Linked DNA regions of Neogale vison: region 1 is linked to region 2. The links are chromatin contacts, called in public Hi-C maps. All regions are on one chromosome and are shown on one strand. Each heading gives the region's core, a stretch centred on a gene start, on an enhancer-like site or on the middle of the called end of the contact. The rest is flanking DNA. Distances are from core to core; before and after follow the strand shown. Region 1 holds the start of MAML3 (mastermind-like protein 3). Region 2 has its middle 76 kb from the start of SCOC.

Region 1 (5,957 bases), core at 2,203-4,702, 83 kb before region 2:
AACACATGAAAAGAGGGCGTGGAGCTGGCAGGCATGAAATTCTCAGTGCCTTTCAAATTCTACTTCGTCTTAGGTTCACAAAGTGAGTCGCCCGATCTGCGGAAGGGTGCGAGGCGGGCGGGGAGAGGGAAAGCACGCGGACTGGGAGAGAAATAGGTAGGAGAAGGGCACGCGAGCTACAGTCGAGATGCAGCTCTGGCCCCGCCCCCGGGTACAATCAGAAAAGCTACAGTGTGTCCGTGGCTTTCGGCTTCCTGTTTGTAAAGCCAGAACCTCCCTCCCCGACTTCGGTGACAGACGCTCTTCCTTAAAACAGAGTCCGCCTCTTCTTTGCGCGCTCGGGACAGGATCCGGGGCTGGAGAGTGTGGGGCGCGCGGGGCTCAGGCGGCCCGGGCGGCCCGGGCGGAGGGGGCAGGGCCGCGGGGCGCAGCGCCCCTCCCAGCCGGGCGGCCTCCGAGGTAGAGGGACAAAGCGCCTCCCGCTCCCTCCCCCACGACCGCGCACCGAGAGGGAGGAGAAGGCGGGCTGGAGGGATGTGGGAGGAGGAAGAGGAGGGGGAGGAGGGAAGGTGCAGCCGGCGGGACTGGGCAGGATTGCGCCGAGGAGGGTGGGGAGAAGGAGGGGCTGGGCGGCCTCCGAGAACTGGGAGGAGGGAAGGATTCTTGAAGCCCAAGATAAACAAATTGTTCCTCTTCACGTGCGGGGTGGGGGGAGGTGGAGAGGGTGGGGATCAAGCGCTGCGGCCTCTCCTCTCCCCCTCCCCCTCGCCGGCTCTTTGTCACCGAGCGCCGGCCGGAGTGCGGGACTAAAGCCCGCGGCGGCACCCGCACCACCCGCGGCGCCGAGGACTACCAGACCCCGGGTGTGCGCGATTTATAAACCGCATATGCTGAGGGGACCGCCCGCGCCGGGCCTTGCGCCGCGATCGAGGGGCAGCCCGCAAAGGGAACGAGAGCCCGCGCGCCGTGCTGCGCTCCTGGATTCCCACAGCCCGGCCCACCCGGCACACACGCGCAGCCCTAAACCCGGCGGCGCGGTGGGGGAAGGGGCCGCAGACACCTTTCCCAAGCTTCCGGCCTCCCCCCACCCCTCCCCGACCCCAGAAAGGAAAGCAAAAGAACCGGAGAGAGGAGATAAGAGAAAGGATTCTACCCTCAGGGTTAGGGGGTGGGAACTGCCCCTTCCTCTCCGTGAAGTTAAGCCATTGGCTGCTCATCTACCTCGAACCCACCCACCCAGCCATTTAAGCCTCTTTCGTCTGACTGCTACCTTCCACTCCTCCGGGCTTATTAGACTGGCTTGGAAAGTTAGTGGGGAGCGGGGTGGAGGTGGAAGCAGGCTCGGTGCAAGCAAGTTTAGAAGAAGGAGGAATACCCAACAGGGCTGCGTGGTCTGGACCCTGGGCGCACGCCGGGGGTGTAGCTCTCCCCTACTACACGCGCCGGGCGGCTTCCCCTCCCCGCACCCCCACCCCGTACCCTCCCGGCCGCTCCACCTGCCGACCAGTCTCTGGGCTCCAGCGGCGAGAGCGCGCACCCGCGCCCCGCATCCGCGCGCGCACCCAGGAACGCGCGCGCGCGCAGCCACCCTCGCCCGCTTCTCACTCACTTCAAAGTTCATTCACAAAACTCTCAGACTTTCTCAGCCCAAAGGGGGTGAGCTAGGGAGAGGAGGCGAGAGCCTCTCCCTTCCCCCCCACCTCCCCCCAGAGATTGAGGGCCTGGTGCCCGCCCAGAATCTGCGACAAGCATCAATTTCTCCCTGCACCCTGCGGATGTGCTGAGAGGGGTGGGCAAAGGGGGACGGGTCTGGGAAGGCGAAGCTGCACCGCGAGGGGTGGGGTGGGGAGTCGTGAAGAGGAGGAGCGAGGTTTCAACTCTGGGTTCACTCTCAAATCCATATCTGAGAAAGGGAGAGGGGGGGAAACTTTTCCAGTGCCTCACTCCGACGCTCCCCCAGGCTCCCTCCGCCCCTCGCAGTCGTGACTGGCTTCTCCCCTCTCGCCCCCTCTTCCCCAAATCTGACAACCCTGACAGATTAACAGGTAGCGACGACGGCAGCTTTTCCCTCAGAAAAGTTCATGTTAACCCTTCGGTTTCAGCCCATCTCGCCACCGTCTAAATCAGACACCCGTTTCCCCCCATGTAAGAAGCTCCACGCCCCCCCCACGCGCGCGCCCCACGCCTGCTGCCAGTGCGCCCTCACCATGATCAGCGTGTGGTTCCTCTGCTCCGCCGAGGCAGCCTCCGCATCTTGCTGGGGTTTGCTCTGGTGCTGCTGCTTGCCCGTGCCGGCGCCCGATTTCTTGGCCCTCTGCTCCAGAGTCCGCTGGTAGAGGCTCACGGTGTCCCGGCGCTCCAGCTCCAGCTGCTCCACCTGAGCCTGCTGATACCTGTTCTCGCAGTTGACGTGGTGCCGCCGGCAGCCCTCGATGCGCTGGCGGAGCCGCTCCACCACGGTGCTGTGCTTGGGGACGGCCGCCGAGCCGCCGCCGGGGCCCCCGGAGCCGCCGCCGCCGCAGCCGGCAGCGGGGTGATTGCTACTCGGAGCAGCGGGAGTACTATTGGGAGTATTATTCACACCGATCCCGGCCCCGCCGAGGCTGCTGTTCAGGCTACTGTTGATGCAAATACTACTGCCATTCGCGGCAGCAGCGGGGGCTGCGAAATCCCCCATCCTGCTCCCCGGGCACACTATTTTGGAAGAACTTTTTTTTATCCACCCCCCTATCAGCCTCCTCCTTGGGTCCAAGAATTAAAATAGTTTAAGTGGAACGCGGGGGAGACGCAAGCACATGGATGGAAACAGCGATCCCGACGGGGCGAAAAAAAAGGGGGGGGGAGAGATTTTGGGGTGGGTTTTTTGTTTCCTTTTTTTAAACTGTAAAGCTCGAGGGGAAAAAAGGGGGGTGTTATCAGAATACCATCAGACACCTATCAACAAAAAGAATCACAACAAACTGAGCCAGCAGCAAATCGGGTTGCAACTCAAGGGGAGATCCGCTCCTCTCCTGCCTTCTTTTTATAATCCATTATTTTCTAATAAATTCCAGGAGATTTCCGGTGGTTGGCAAGCATTTTCTCCCTACGTACCGAAAAATACACCCCATGTACACACACAAGCATATGCCTCCAGTGCGGACACGCGCGACACACACTCACTCCACACCGCATCGGAAAACGGCAAGCTTGCTTATTGCATTTTCCTTCCACAAAAAAGTTTTGGTGTTTATGCCGCCCCGTGTTCTCAAAGTACTTTGGCTGCTCAGTTGCATTTCACAGGAACCTAGATATCGAATCCTCGGGCTGGGGGAAGTAAACACATGGACAGTCCGAGGCGACTGCAAAAGTAGATCGGTGAAGTCCTTTGCAAAACGCCGCGCGGAGAGCAGCCCCTAACGCTCGGCTGGGCTGCCGCTGCCGCCGCTGCTCCTGCCACCATCACAATGATCAACTGCTCGCCGCCGCCGCCGCCGCCGCCGCCGCCGCCGCCGCCACCGCCGCCTCCTCCTCCTCCTCTCGCTCCTCCACCTCCTCCTCCTCCTCCATGCCAGCGGAGTGATATCAGGACGCGCGAGCTCAGTAAACACGGCAGCGGCGGCGGCTGGAGGCCGTGAGACAAGCCGGGGGACCCGGCGCAAAACCCGGCCCGGACTCTCACCCGGCAGGAGCGGGCGCGGCACGCACCGGCACCGGGCTCCCGCCTCCCTCGCCTCGCCCTCCCCGCCCCTCCACGCCCCCAACCTCACTACTACCCTGACAGGAAGCCGAGCTGCCAGAAAAGAGAAAAAGAAAAGATTCTGGGGGATCTCGGGAATGAATCAACTTTTGACCTGTGTGTGTGTGTGTGTGTGTACGCGCGCGCGCGCCTGTGTCTGTGCGTGTCTGTGTCAGAGAGCGTGTGTGTGTGTGTGTGTGTGTGTGCGCGCGCGCGCGCGCGAAGATGGCCGCGTGAACGCGCCTGGCTAGATTTCCTTATTCCAAGGAGGCATCATGCAAGCCCAAGTTGTTGTTATACATTTATGCATTATATTGCAGAACTGTGCATGACCAGGCAGAAACATTGAAGCTTCACAGCAGTTGTCTCTCATCCCTACCCATGTGGAAAGAAAAAGACAAATGAGTGAATCGTTTTTAGAACCCAGGTAGTAAGTCTTTGCTAGTAATAACCCTGCTTATGGACACTTGTTCAAACTCTAAGCCAGTCTTAACACACAGATGCCGAATTCTGAACAAAAAGAAATAGGCACCAAAAAACTAGGAATTTTATTTAATTCACTGTACATGATTGTTGTTATTAAGGCAATTATTGTTTTACTTACCCTTGGAAAAAATTAAAATAAAGCAAGCAGGGACTTGGAGGTGAGACTAACAGTACATTTTAACAGACTGTTTTGAACACTAGGTGCTAATGACAGCAGTAATTAAGGGTCCTTCGTAAATCAAGTGGAAAGATTGCAGATTTCATGGACTAGAACTATAGGAAAAACACAGCATTTCACAGTTTGTCATGACCAAAACAAAAACAAGCAAAAATAACAGGCTTACTTTATTGCTAGATATATTTCTTTCTGCTTAAGCAAATGCACAATAAGTACAATTAAAATGGGATAACTACCACAGAAAGCAATCTAAACTTTCCTTTATCTTTCCAGATATTGAATATCAAAAACAAAACAAAACTAAGGGTCAAATATAATATCCTTGAGCCTGGACTTAATTGCATATACATAATTTTTTAAGAAATTTAAATGGAGAAACGGGATTTCTGTGATCATCAGTAGTTCAAAATCTTGATTGTGGGCTATTAATAATAAGGCACTTTGTATTATCTCAATAAATCTTATAGAATTAGTTTTTAGGGTAAAAATACACCCCAGTTTTCTAAAATAGCCAGGAATAAAAGAACTTTGGATCTCATGCATTAGTCATGAGATCTGATTTAAACCATCTTCATTTCTTGGCATTGCAGATTAGCATAGGATGCTATTTCTAACCTCATAATGTCAGCAATAAGAAGCTATATTTTTCTTCAATTAATCAGGCCTATATGGTAAACTATATCTGTAACATCCACTGGTTTATATGGTAAAATGGGCAGCAAAATATTGATTGGTGTGGTGTGAGATTACCTTTAAGGAGTGAAACCAATGTGAGAGTATGTTTCGTTGAGGCTGCCGTACTATCTCAGAGGGCTACTTAGTTGACATAGAACTTTCTGTATCATAACGGCCCTTCCTTCAAGTCTGTTAGAAAGTTTAACTGAATTAGTTCTATAGCAAAAAGTTCAGATTCTAAAAACACAGAGAAAATTATTAAGAAAATGACATCACAAAACAGGCTTTGTCTTATTTACATATTAACTAAATAATGTGTCTATTAATTTGGGAAATACATAGCTTCATTGCAGAGAGGAAGCTATGACTCTGCATTCACTCTCTTCTCTCTTCACCACACTTTAATTCTTATTCCTTCCCCCACCAGGCATGTACATCACCCATAGAAGACTAGTAGAGGCAAAAAGTTTGAGGGTCTTTAGTACTGGGTCTTCAGTTCTGAAACCCGAGTTCTAATGCTAGCTATTTCCTGTGACTCAGCATTTATTTTTTCATTGAGAATTTGTCAATTCTGGAAAAAAAATGACAATAGTAACAGCAAATATGCATTCCTATCAAGCTGTTTACCTCTCCCATCATGAAGGGAAACCAAAAATACACAAGAATTTGCATCCTTCCCTTTGGGAGACCAACAGGTGGAGGAGTACACTTTGTGGCTTTAGCCCAGAGCTCCCCAATGACAAATGGAGCTATTTTTGCACAACTACAGCATAGTTTGCTGCTTCAGTTTAGTGCATGAGTGGACTATACAAAAAAGAAAGGTTGACTCCTCATGGGTGTATGTACACACACTAACATACACACATACCCAGACAGAGGCACCCATCTGCCATCTTATCA
Region 2 (6,285 bases), core at 801-3,300:
TAGAAAAAAATCTCTGTTCTATCATTGTTTCTGCATATCCATTATATTGAGGACAAAAGAATCCCGTTCTGGAACAACAAAGCCAAGGGAAATGTTTTCTGTGGCTGACATTTAATTGTGTGCACAAGGTGCTACATTATCATGCGGCGAGATTGTAGAAAGGAATAGGGCACAGCTTCAGTTCAAACCCCTGACTTTTCTGCTTTAAGATGTGGGCTTTCTTACCCGAGTCTCATTTTATATAGCCTCATAGATCTCATGCATGGTATACACCGCACGCAATTCTGTGTTTCTGTATGGTTTTCCAACCCATCACAAGGCTTTCTTGTGGGTGATTTTCACACCACCTCCCAAGTCTGTTCTTTTACAGCTAAGAGGGATAATCACACTTTGCCTCACAACCTCTTCACACGGTCCTTACCAAGACAATCCTAATTTTTAGGAGCTATTAGGAAGCTTGGGGAACACTTAGTCCCACCTCTGGTTTTACAGATGAACGACAGAGAGATGCCTTGACCAAAGTCACGCAAGTAATTCGAGATGGAGGCAGGATCAGACCCCTTGTGTCCTGAACTCTGGTTTCTATTATGATCTACTGTTTGATGTCCTGATGCCCAACACTCCCTGACTTGCTCACCCTCATGGCCTCTTTTCCTGGAGTGGGGTGGGGGGCAAGCCTCCACACAGTGAGCTGTGCTCCACAAAGATGGGTGATAAGTTGGGGTGGTTGTGGGGGGATGGATAGAAGTCCCCCCTGTTTACCCCTTTCTCTCTGTCTGATGAAGAAGGGGGGCAATGTGGATATCCTTTTCATTTGTTTATTTCATTATTTTGCTGTGAGTTAATATGTAAAACCTATGGTAATCATCCAAAAGTCTCCAGAAAATGCTTTTCCTGGGTTTCATGAAGGTCTTGAGCCCCCAACCCTGACTCGAGGCTAAGCTGGTTACTGGGAACACAAGAAAGGTTTTCCATCTTTGAAAACTGCTCAGGTCTCTTGGCAAGAGTGGTTTGCCCTTGGGAGCCTGAATAATACAGATTTCCTTCTAAGGTTCACGAAAAATCCTTGGGGAGTTGCAGACAGCTGATCATGCTGTAGAACAGAGGCATTTTTCTTCTGGCACCTTCTAAAACATGCTACAACAGACGGCGCTCCCCTTTAAACCCTTAACTGTGTCACGCTGAGAGAAGAATCGAGTCTTAGATGAGAAGCTCAGTAAACATCTTTGCACATCCAAAATAAGGCAGCCCGTCATAGAAGTCTGCTTATTTTAAAGGTTGTTCAGTCTGTTTAAAGCAAATAGACCAATCTCACAGTCTGCAGTCAAGGAGACAACAAGCAGAGGAAGTTTCAAAACAAAAGGCCAGAACATTCCCTAACTCTCTTTAAGCTGTCTTCTGAAAGCACAGAGAAAAAGAAAACACACTTGGCTTGCAAGCAGTTCCTCAACCTTTCTGCTGGGTTCTGGCACTTTAAGAACTTGGGTTTGTACAGGGGCCACGGGAAATGTTAACAGGGAGCTTAGATCTCTAAATCCCCTCGTTTTCATTTGTTTGTTCCTTTTTTCCCTCTCTGGCAGCAGCAATTCATCCTGTCTCTACAAAAAGCCCCACGGTTTAATGATATTTTAATATGACAACCACACACTTACAAACACCTTGCCTCGAGGATTTTGTGAGAATCAAATGTGATCAAATGAGATGATGTAGGTGGAAGAACTTTTAAAAGTCTAAGGTACCCTTCAGATGTGAAGTGTTATTCCCATATATCCCAGGTTCTCCAAGTATGGAACTCGTTCATTGGAGCAGCAGCCTAACTGTTCCGCCAAGTTGTGATTCGGCCCATTTTTCAGAACTTACAGTTACATGGTGGGGGGAGGGGGCAGGGGAAGCTTCATGTAAATTTTAGAATGTCCAAATCTCATTTTAAAGAACACCCTCCCAGCATGTTGGAGTCTGGGGCGTGCTGGAACACTGGTGACTCATTGCTTCCCCATGTCCTTATTTGGTAGCATGCAAATAAAAATGATCATTTTCAGATTTAGATTTTCTCAGAGTATGGTGTGAGCAGCTATTTTTGCTTTTGCTCCAGTCACCATTCTGTGTAGTAGAAAGTGCATTTAGAGTTGTAAAACCTGTTTTTCCATTTGCAGCCTACATTTAAATATGGAAGACAGCATCTCAAGTACTCCCGATTACCTACAGCAGTCACCACGCTTCCCTCCGGGACCTCGTGCACGCAGCCCTCCTTTCCACCCACGTAAGGCCTTCACGTTGCTGCTTGACAGGACGATTTCCATATCACCTACCTATGGAGCACCTCTCTGGAGGACACCTCAAGCGATTGGCGGGTGTTTGGTAACTCACCCTCTTAATATCTCTGTTGGAGAGAGAGGGATTGATTGAAATGACGCCCACTTTGTGGAAGGGGAAACCCAAAGCAGTGAGCGGGTTTCTGTGTTGCAGACCCATGCAGTTCACAGCCCTATGCTGAAGAAACACATGATGGAAGCCACTCAAGATGAGTAAAGCTTGGAGCCCCAATTTCCCTACTAGTTGTTGTCCTATCTTCCTAAACCAAGCCTGCTATTAAGTTTCTCCAGAGGTCAACGTCTAAATTTACTTTCTGCTCTTGAAGATAGCCAAGAGACCCATTACCTAATTTAACCGCAGGCTCCACCCAGCCCCCATCATGGACCTGACTCAGCAGCCCAGGTCACGACTAGCTTCTTACGAGCAGGCCTTCAGATGTTAGTGTCGATGATGCCCTTCGAGGATAACCCGTCCAGGCTGGCCAGCTGCAAGGCTGATTTCAAGCTGGTTTCAGTTAAACCACATTCCGGTATCTATTTCCTTTCTCTTCTAAAAGGAAACCTTCCGTGGCTACTTGGGGCAAGGTTGGCGGCCCTAACTTCTTGGAAGTTTCTGTTTACGGGCTTTGTGAGGCAAGGAGATGAACATCAGCTTGTTCTCCTCGTGCCTCCTTCACTGCCCTGGGCACTGTCTCATGTTCCAGATCTGGGTGAGGACCAGAATCTGACACCAAATCTGGACGAAACACGGGTCAGGGTATTGCCACCAAAATTGTTTAATTGCAGGTGTTTAGAGGTGGGACTGAAAGAGGGTGCTGGCAGGTGTTGTACCTTAGGCAGCTTGAGTGTACTCTCCATGCCTAAAGCCACCTGCCTTACACAGCCGGGCCCGCCTGGGGCTTGGCCTCTGGGGACTCCATCTCAGAGGAGGAGCTGGGCATGTGGCTGTTGACTCTACTGCCTTCCCCTCCAGCTCTACCATCTGTACTGGGGACTTCTGTCCTTGTAAATTCTTGCAATATAGGAAATGCCCAGTGGAAATGCAAAAATAATCATGTCATCTTTCACACATTTATGGTATTTGGGCAATGTTTCTAATAGCCGCTAAGGGACAAGAGTTTATCTTTCTATCTTACATCTCATAAATCTTTTCTTTTTCTTCTATCACTAGCGTAAATTGTGCTTAGTCCAATAACAAGGTTAAAATTATAGTGCTTTTCATCATTACAGAGATGCTCTTGCTTCTGATGGGGACAACGGCTACATCGAAAGCTTAGCAAATTTATTTTTTCCCTTCGCCTGCACCGGGATGTCATCTGGAAGACAAGATTTTCACGTAGCTGTGCATGGGCTTTGTTCAAGGCCTCTGTGAGTGAACACACTTACGGGAGAGGCCTGTAACCTGCAGGAGAGTCGGTTATGTGCCTCTGTTCTTCCCCTGAGTGTCTTTTTCAGACCAAAAAAACCCAAAAAACAAACAAAATGGGAGAGAGGCCCCTGAGGTATCTGGCAGTGTTGAGGAGAGCAGGCTATAAATATAAACAAGCTATTTAACCTCTCTGAGCTTGTCTCCTCATTTGGGGATAATAACAGTGCCTCTTAAGTTTATTATGAGGATTTAAAGCAACAGAATGTGTAAAGAGCTTAGTACAGTGCCTGGCACATAATACTAAGTATTTGTCAGCATCATCATCATGACCATTTCTACCCTCCTGCTGTCACGTGACAGCTTTCTGCTCTGCAGGACCCTATAGTTGCCAGAAGCATCCGCGTGCCGTTGCCATTTTGTACCTCTGGCTGTGCTGTCATGAGTCCCCACTTCGCCTTCCGGTTCCCCAGGCAGGGAACATTCCCCGGCAGAATTGCTGATGAGCTCGTGGAAACCTGAGTCTCAGGCAGCAACGAAGTCCTCATACAGTCAACCTCACCTTTCCACTAGTGACGGCTCCTTCTCCCCCTGTAGCTGGTGACGAGGCTCTCCCTGTCAGGCTGCCACGCCCACCACACAGCAGGGGTCTGTTGCAGGTGGGAGAGGCTCTTCCCACCCTCCGCCAAGCACTTTGGCCCTGCAGATGCTTCTCTTCTGCCCACATAGCTCCGGGAGACCCAGACCCAGGTGTGCAAATCACCCCCATGTTCGGGCTGTGATAAGATGGTTATTAACAAGTTTCACTCCAGCTTTTCCTCATGTCTGAGTGGAGGTTTCATCTTGTCCCCTTTTCTGGATATGTCCTCATCGATGACTTTCCGCAGTTTTCTGTGGTTCTGCCCAAGGCCAGCGTCTGCTGCCAGCTGTCTGGGAGACACTTCCCTCCCATGCCTAGTTTTTGACTGAGGGTTACGTGAAGATGTTTTCTGCATCTCCCCGAAGAAGGCAATCCATCTAATCAGGTTGTCACCCCCAACGGAGGCACTAGCTCTTCTCTCCGGAATACAAGGCCAAGACCATGCCGACCTCTCTCGTCTGAGCTCTTTACTCCAAGTTCCTTATTTTCAAACTTGGTCAGACATTCATTAATTGTAGAAGCGGAAGAGCCCTTTCGACGATGTCTGAGTTGGAGCACGGCTCTCTGTCTCTCCTGAGTTGCAGGGTCTGCTTTCTCTTCTCTTTCTGAGTAATTCCGTGAGCCTCAAGAATAGCGTGTCTTTTCCTCTCTGAGGAAGCAGGCCCCAGGTGGAAACTATAGTTCAGGTTTGGTTTTTGGAAATGATAGATCATATGGACTGACCATTTCTTCCTAATCATAATCTTCCTAGCTAGCTAGCTATTGTCTAGTTGTCTCTCTGTCGTCTATTTATAGTTTTTTGTTAGTAACTTCTTGACATCTGACCCAGAGTACTTGCACAGAAGGGGAGATGTGCCAAGATACAACTGACCATGAATACAACGGCCTGGTTTTTGCCAGACTCTCTGTTTGTCCTCAACAAGTGGAACTGGACACTACTTTGAATTACAATACTACATTAGACTGCGATAGAGAAATGCCTGGAAATGCACCCGGAGCGGTTTATTACTGAAGTTGATGTAAGTCAATGGAAAAATGCATTGGCAATGTTCAGACACAGAGGAAACACCCTTTTCTACAAAAGGTTGCATAAGGCTGACCAGGAATCAATCCTTACAAGATTAAAATGGACGCCCTAATTTGATTTCTCTCTCTCCTTTGAAACCCCATTTCCCATGGATTCTGAATTCTTTCATCCTTTCTTTACTTCATAAAATCTCTCACTATCGTTTCTTTCTTTCCGTTCCTACTCAAACCCTGGTTAAAGTCCTCTTCTCTTCGTGTCTGGTTCACTATAATCACATTCGAACAGCTCTATCTATTTCACATCTTTTCTCTTTAAACATCGTCCTGAAACTGCCATCGGATTAATCTTGTTAAAATGCTGCTTTCTCCAAATTGCACTGCCTCCCCATCTTCCAATTTCCCTACAGGACAAGTCTCAAATTCTCTTGGTATGGCAGTAGAATCACCTCCCGAGGCAACTTACTCCTCCACTTCCCACATTCCCAGATTAGCCCCCCACCCCTTCATCTAAAATGCACTCCCATTCCTGGACACACCTTTCCTTTGCCTTTCTGCTTTCCCAGCATCTTCCCCCATCTCAGAGGGGGGCTTAAATGGACTCCCAGTTGAAATGATGGCTCCCCTCAGAACATCCTGTGATGTTGTTTGCATGATTAATTTCACACATGCAACAAACATCTTCTCTTGGCTTTTCTTCTCACGGTTTTGAATTGCTTCCTAATTTTCATGTGCTAGCATGAACATGCTCTCCTAGCATGTCCTGGGTAGTGAACTCCTTGCAGATGGTTGATTTGTAGTATACGTTTCTTCTAAAGTATCTTGCCCAGGCCTTGCACTAAATAGGCATTCAAGAATATTGGACGTACTACACAGAAAAAAGAGCCACTGAGGGTGCCTGGGTGGCTCAGTTGTTAAGCATCTGCCTTCTGCTCAGGTCATGA

The links. Hi-C and Micro-C count contacts between places; a contact is called where the count stands out from the background.
Region 1: a Hi-C map of muscle shows a contact between it and region 2, with 8 times the contacts expected there. The contact joins the promoter of MAML3 here to the enhancer-like site in region 2. A contact is called at or near these places in 2 of 3 Hi-C or Micro-C datasets (fibroblasts and muscle).

The regions. Positions count from the first base shown.
Region 1 is chr11:71,857,523-71,863,479 of ASM_NN_V1, reverse strand. MAML3 (mastermind-like protein 3) reads right to left here and starts at 3,452. Exons shown (of 5, transcript XM_044268051.1): 1 at 2,207-3,452. The coding sequence starts at 2,677.
Region 2 is chr11:71,772,761-71,779,045 of ASM_NN_V1, reverse strand. No RefSeq gene overlaps it. Among named protein-coding and RNA genes, the nearest start is that of SCOC, 76 kb to the right of the region's middle. Within about 2 kb of position 2,050, the one cell type or tissue checked has open chromatin away from gene starts, as enhancers often do. A contact at or near this core is called in fibroblasts, where this site is marked.